2 separate regions of the Arachis hypogaea genome follow, and region 2 is linked to region 1. Evidence: chromatin contacts called from public Hi-C data. All regions are on one chromosome and are shown on one strand. The core of a region is the stretch at or near the end of the contact, and the rest is flanking DNA. Distances in the headings are between cores, read along the strand shown.

Region 1 (3,853 bases), core at 394-2,893:
ACCCACTTTCTTTGTTCCTCTCTTTTTTTTTTTTGTTTTGCATAATGTTTCCTCACAAAATAAATTTTCAAATGCTTGGAATTTTTATTCCGGAACCGACTACATTACATCTAATTTTCTCAATTTTTTTCTTACTCTCCAATTAATCCTATCTTAGTGCATATGCCAAATGGTTCCTAAATCATATCTCAATTTATTGGAATTATGAAATTTTCTAATTCTTTAATCCTTACTAATGTATTCTAAGATTGCTTCTTTTAAAAAAATTTTGGATATTCACTTCAAAATTAAAAATTTGGGTATCTTGATATATTTTCTGAAAATATAAGTTATATACTCTGCTAAAGAGATATTTTTTTTCTAACATAAATATTGCTTGAATTTATTGAATGATTCAGGTTTATTGGGAGTTAAACCCACTTCTTCACCCATGGACAGTGCCACCAGATTATCCTAAGATAGCGATCTTTTACTTTTTGATCTCACTGTATACCTCTGCCTTGTTGATCGTCTTTTTTATCTTATAATGATTCGGTCCGACATTACATATGCAACACAACAATTAAGTCAGTTCATGATCTTTCTGGCCACTACCGTGCTACCATCAGGATGCTTCGTTACCTAAAGAACAGCCAGGAATGAGACCTTTTCCTTCCCAGAACTTCTACACTACAATTGTATGGTTTCAATGATTCTGATTGGGCTAGCTATCCAGATATAAGATGCTATTTAACTAGTTTTTACTTTTTCTTGGGTGATTCATTAATTTTTTGAAAAACTAAGAAACAAATGACAGTTGCTCATTCCTCAAGTGAAGCTGAATATCGTGCTCTCTCCAATACAACTTGTGAACTCTTAATGAATATTGAATTTGCTAAAAGTTCTAAATATATCATGCTGTCGACCTCCAGTGTTATATTGTATGTTTGTAACAATCAAAGTGCCCTTCACATTGCGATGAATCTTATTTTCTATGAAACTTCTTTCTGTCTCTTTCTCCAATCAACTGACCGATATCTTTTTTTGGTTGCCCACGGTATCCCCCGGTTCGACAGGCCAAGGACTAATCCGTCGCGGATCGGAGCTCCATTTAAGGGTCTGCCGCTAGCCAATGGGTTCCTGCATGTACAAGACGGAATTCGAACCCCCGACACTTGCTTAAGCGGACGAGTGAGCTGACCACTCGACCAACCCAAATTGGTTAACTGGCCCATATCTTTATTAAACCTCTTTCTCTCCAACCGTTCCATACAAATTTGTTCAAATTGGAGATTCTCAACATCTATCATCCTCTGGCTTGTAAGGACATATTGGAGCATAGTAATGCACAAACAGCCCAACACCCAAAAACAACAGAGGCCCAAATATAATAACTTTTCGTTCATTTTTCACTCTGCTATTTGTTTTTTTCCTAGTTGTTAGTATTCTTCTACAAGATGATGACTTGTTGATTTCTTAGTTATTTTTTCTTGGGTGATTCATTTATTTTTTGTCAAGAATACACTCAAAGGCCCACACTATTAATGGGGACTAAGACGTGGCCTACACTAAGACAATTTTAGTCCCCTTTTGTGGTCCTATTACACAGTTGTCTTTGTAGAAAGCATAAAGCCAAACTTTAAATACCAACAAAAAAAAGCCAAACTTTAACTTTATAGAACACATTTATCTACCTCAATTATTAGTCCTTTGTTTCGAGAGGCATATACTATAGTTGATCCATGGCTCCACCAACTCCAAGACTAGTTGTGCCAATAGAGCTGAAGAAGAAGCCATGGGAGCAAAAGCTTCCCCTCCATAACCGATGGCACCCTCACATACCATACGTTGCTGAAGTTAACACTGGTGAAGTGTTTAGAATAGAGATGGTGGATTGGACAGGTGGAGCTATTAAAGATGATAATTCAGCAATGGACATAAAACTTGTAGACCTTTCTATTGTAAGTATGAAACAAACACAATCCATTCTCTCTCTACGTTAGAAATTTAGGATATGTTTGTTTTTTTTTTTTTTTTAAATCATTATTTGTAGTACTTTTTGCTTATAAAATCTTAAAAGGTAAAAATATATGGTATAAATAAAACTAAGATTATTTTTAATTATTATTTTGGATATAACTAAGAAACGTGATTCTTTAGGCCACACAATTAACGCACTGTACAAACAAAGTAACTGACTCTGTTACGATTTATGATGCGAATTTTGATGTGCTGTGAATAAAGTATTGATAAATGTTAGGGAGCAAATACTTTTATCGATATTAGCTAGATTAATATTTTACTTTTATATTATTAGAATTTAAGATTTAAAATTCATGTAGTATTGTTCAGTATTATACTATCATCTAATAGAATGCTTCTATTTGTAAATTTTTAAGTGTACTAAATTTTAGATCGATCAATTTTATTGCTACGAAAATATGAGATTAAATATTTTTGTAATGTTTTTCTTAATATTATTGCAGCATAACTATATTATAATGGTTTTAAAAGAAGCCATTAGAATTGATTTCGGTGAGAATGAGGTTTGCGTAATAAGAATATGTTCCTAATAAGTGGCTATTATTTAGCTTAAGAGTTCGATACTTGGATATTTTTATTTATTTACTTATTTAAAGTACATTTTGGTGAAGAAAAAAACATGGAGTAAGTCTAACCCTTGATTCTTATAAGATATACATACAACACTGGTATCCCATGAAAAAGTTGAGGATACCAAAAAATTTCCCTTTGTCTGTTTCCTTTAATTAAAATTCCAAATGTTGCGTGATTCTTGGAAAATTTTACATGATATATATATATATATATATATATATATATATATATATATATATATATATATATATATATATATATATATATATTTAAAAAATATTATGTGCATAAAAAACATTCATCAAATTAATCAATATATATTTTTATATACATATATATAATTTAATTTATTTTTAATATGTATTAAGAGGAGTGTTAGGGGACAGCAACTTTTGTGTTTTATAACCATCAATTGGCCATCAATAGTCTTTTTAATAGTATGAGATTACATCAAATGGTGAGAGATCACTCACTTTTTTTTATAGTTAAGTGCTGACCACAAAACACAAAAGTTGTTGGCCTTAGACTTTTTCTTTTAACATATATTTTTTATTAGTAGTGACTATTTAACATATACCTAGCTTGGTTGATTTTTTTTAGATAGTTTATAACTAGCTAGTCCTTTTATTCAACTGAATGATTATTTATGGTTAATCAACTATGGAGTTGGAGTCTAACCGGGGTAGTTAAATGATTCAGACCCACTATCTTAGTGGGCCAATTAGAATTGTTGACAGTGATGGTATAGCAGCAAAGCCTGGAGATCTTCTTGCCGTTGAGATATGCAACTTGGGTCCTCTGGCCGGAGATGAATGGGGGTATACAGGAATATTTGACAGAGAAAATGGAGGTGGTTTCTTGACAGACCATTTTCCTAGTGCTGCTAAAGCTATTTGGTACTTTGAGGGTATTTATGCTCATTCACCTCAGATACCAGGTGATTTACTATTGGCCATTTTAAAATTATCTATATCATTCCATAAATTACTGATCTGATTCATTTATATTTTTAAAAGTTAACTACCAATTTAAAAGATTTAGATACTGATAAAAAAGATCTCTAAAAAATGTTACGGATAACACGATCATTAAATAATTTAAAAATATGACAACAAAAAACCAGTAAATATTATATTTTTATAAGTGGCAAAAAAATTTTTATATTTAGCAAACGACTAATATTTTATACGAATTTTTGTGACAATATTTGAGCAAATATTTAGAATGTGTATCAAAAAAATTTGAGACAAAATTTGAT
Region 2 (3,819 bases), core at 195-2,694, 450 kb before region 1:
TTAAAATACAATATAAATATCTAATATTAAATATATATTTTTAAAAAATATTTTAAAAATTAAATTTTGATATAATTTTATACAAACATCATTAAAAAATAAGATAGTTTTATCTTTAAAATTTAGTAATTTTGTGTTAAATAAATTTTTTATGTTTTTTTTATCGACAAAAATATTTTTAAAAAATAAAAAACAAATTCTAGAGGTCAAATTTTTATTTAGTTTTTTATATATATTTATTAAATAGTTATCTAAATATTCTTACATAATTTTAAATCAAATGCATAAGTTGTCAAATACAAAAATTATTTGTCATTTTTTAAAAAATATTATTGTTTATTATTTTTGGCATATTTTATAATAGTATTTTGACACTTTTTTATCATTATCAAAAGTAATGGTTATTTTTGTGAGTGTATCAAAAAATTAGGTGTAGTTTTGGTAATTTATCTTTTAACTAACATCAATAAATTTTTTTAATAGTCTATTTATCTTAAATTTTAAATTTTAAATTCTAATTTATAAACCTTAAATAATTAATACCTTCTTAATCTGAAAAGAAAAGGATCATAATAGTAATCATAGTAGCAAACAAACAAATAATTTGAGTTTTGTTATTATTTTAATTTACACTATATATTCATATGTTCATAATTAAGACTACTCCAATAGGATCATAGTTGATTCAAATGTTCTTATTATTATATCGAATTGAATCAGTTATCAGTTAGACACTTAGAGGAACTCGGCGGTGGTAACACTTCCCTATCTGATATTTAAGTTGCTGGTTGAGTGATGAGATTAATTATATTTAAATATATGGTTGTGTTTAATTATTAGTAATATAAAAGATACTAATTTAAGGTGCCAGACTGCCAGTACAACTTTAAAAATTGACAAACATACACTTGAATTTCGTCATAATATGAAATTTGGATTTTTAATTTTACATATAAGATATTATTTTGACTAAATTAAAGTTACACCAAGAGATATACTAACATTAAATACGAGAATAACATGTTAAAAATCAATTAAAATAAAATAAAATAAAATATGAAAGCGATATATTCTTTGACAATTTTATATAATATAAAAAATAATTTTAACTGATGCTTATAATTTGAAGAGATAAATTGGTTGATAATAACTTGAATAATCCAATACACGTGTTTCAGAGTTCATGAATAATGGAATGAAGCGAATAAGTCTAGTCTTCGTCTTATAGCTTGTTGTTGCTGTGTGTTCATGCTTTCGTGCCTCTCTCTTTCACTATATCCCTCGCTCCCGTGGCTTGACTTAAATAAGTCAACGTGTGTAGGGCATGCTTTTCTAAATGGGAAGGAAAAGTTGAGTTCATAATTAATTGACACTTATGTAGTATATAAATTAAAGAAATTCGGTAGTTGTAGTTATTTATATGTGTAGTTTCACTAGTTCTGATAGTACTATATATCAATATACGTACCAAAAGTAGTATATTATAGGGGAACTTGGATATAAATATAATTAAATTAAGAATAATACTATAATTATTATCAAACTTGAAAGTAGTAGATAACCTTGAATTATTGTGTGGATCGGATGAGACGGTTCGTTGTATCAACATGCAAAGGACAAGTGAAAAGTTCTCCATAATAATTGGCAAAAACGTCAGCAATTCCAGTTTGCCTTTCGTTTTCGTTCATAATTGAAAATTTTGGGTCCAAATGTCCAATATGACCTTCTCAAAAGAATATTCTACATGCTTATTACCATTTTCCGAAGAAGAAAACTAATAATTTGTATTTTGGTTACAGCTAAAGGTTACAAGAAGCAGTAGGCTAACAAAGACTACATACACTAATTACATCAGGTTAGAATTTTACTAAACCGAAGGCACATAAAAAAATAATATTATAAATTATAGGATATGTTAGAAATGTTTTAGATATACGAATAGATATATGATATATATCTAATAAGACATTTTAAAGTGAAAACTTATTTTTATTTTTATATTTTTAGGATTACAAAATAGTAACTTTTAGTATATACTAGTATTTTTATCTGTAATAACATTATAGAAATATAAATTTTTTAAAACTACAGTCTACTCTATTCTGATAGTATAGATTATGCATGGCACGAAAGATTTATAAAATTAAACTACTTTTATAAAAAAAAAAAAAGTCGTAGGTTGACAAAAGTCTCTGGCTAAGAAGACCAAGATATCTGTAGATAAAAAATCAAATAATAAGATTTTTAGTTATTATCTTTATATGAAAAAGTCTAATTTTTTATTAATAATTAATTTTAACATTTGTTATCTAAAATTTAAAACAATTTAACGTGTATACTTTTACATTTAATTAGGTATTAACTGTTAAGTCTGTTGCATAAAAAAAATAATTAATTAATTATACTTGTTATTTAAAAATAATATTTTTTCTTCCTGTGTATATAAAAATATAATTAGATATTAGCATAAAAAAATTATACTGATAGTTATAAAATTAACTCAAAATTATTTTTTTTAAAAAATAATTGAATATTGATTCTAATTTTAATTATAACATTAGTATTTTTTTCAAATGATATGTAATAAATATTTGAAAGAAGAAAAATAAAAATATAAATTAAAAAGATAAACGGTAAAAATTTAAAACTAAATAAAAAAACTTAAAAACTATGTATATAATAATAATAATAATATTTTTATTTAAATTATATTATTTTTTATTTTATTTTTAGAAAGATAGAAAAAAAAATAGAGAATTAGAGAAAAGAGAGAGAAAGATAAAGATGAAGAATGAGAGTGAGAGTTTGTTAGTTTTGAAAGAAAAAAAATTATTTTAACTGTAAAAAAATATCGAATGACATATTTTGATTTGTCAAATTACTAATATAAAATATAAATTATATATAGAGTAAAAATAGTAGAAAAAATAGAAAAATGGAGAGAGGTAGATGAGAAAATTTAGGAAGGGAGTTTATTAATTTTGAAAAAAATATTTTTTCTCAATTTTAATAAGAGAGTGTCATATGACACATTTGATTATATTATTAAATTAGATAGTAATATATGATACATAATACATGTATATTTCAATTTCAATTTTAATATTTTAATTTTAATTTTAATGCAATTAAAGAATGTCATGTTGCACATTTTGATTGTCAAATTAATAATTAGTCATTGATATTGATAATGATATATAAAATAGATAGAGTGGTCGAAGGAATGAGAGAAATAGCGAAAGGAAAAGGGAGGAGGAGATAACTCTTTAATTTTGGAGGGAAAGATTTGACTTCAATTGCAATGAGGGAGTGATATGTGGCACATTTTCGTTGTAAAATTAGTAACGAGGAGGGAAGAATTCTTTAATTTTTGAGGGAAAGATTTAATTTCAATTACAATGAGAGAGTGACATGTGGTACATTTTGGTTGTAAAATTAGTAAAAAGAAGAGGGAAACTCCTTAATTTTGGAGGAAAATATTTGATTCCTATTGCAATAAAAGAGTGACATGTGGTACATTTTGGTTGTAAAATTAGAGAGATATAATAGATTTTAACATATTTTATATACCAACCAATTCTTAAAACTTAAAAACAAAATTTTACATTTATAAGCAAAAGTGAATTCAGGTTCAAATTCAACAAGGATATATATCTCGAACATTTAGAAATGAAGACATAGCCATTAATGGACTTTGGTATGATCTTGGTGAAGAAAGAATTTAGCTATGAATATAAACAAAAAAGAGATGATTTGATATTGATAAGAATGTATTTCACAATCTGTTGTACCCAATTCTTGATACTCAACCCTATGTTA

Evidence for each region. A called contact is a pair of places that touch in the nucleus more often than the background predicts.
Region 2: a Hi-C map of leaf shows a contact between it and region 1, with 2.1 times the contacts expected there. The contact joins the enhancer-like site here to the promoter of LOC112720640 in region 1. A contact is called at or near these places in 2 of 8 Hi-C or Micro-C datasets (both in leaf).

Annotation. Positions count from the first base shown.
Region 1 is chr11:32,776,104-32,779,956 of arahy.Tifrunner.gnm2.J5K5, reverse strand. LOC112720640 reads left to right here and starts at 1,643. Exons shown (of 7, transcript XM_025771656.3): 1 at 1,643-1,940; 2 at 3,295-3,532. The coding sequence starts at 1,722.
Region 2 is chr11:33,221,321-33,225,139 of arahy.Tifrunner.gnm2.J5K5, reverse strand. No RefSeq gene overlaps it. Among protein-coding and RNA genes, the nearest start is that of LOC112720644, 13 kb to the right of the region's middle. Within about 2 kb of position 1,444, at least 2 of the 3 cell types and tissues checked have open chromatin away from gene starts, as enhancers often do.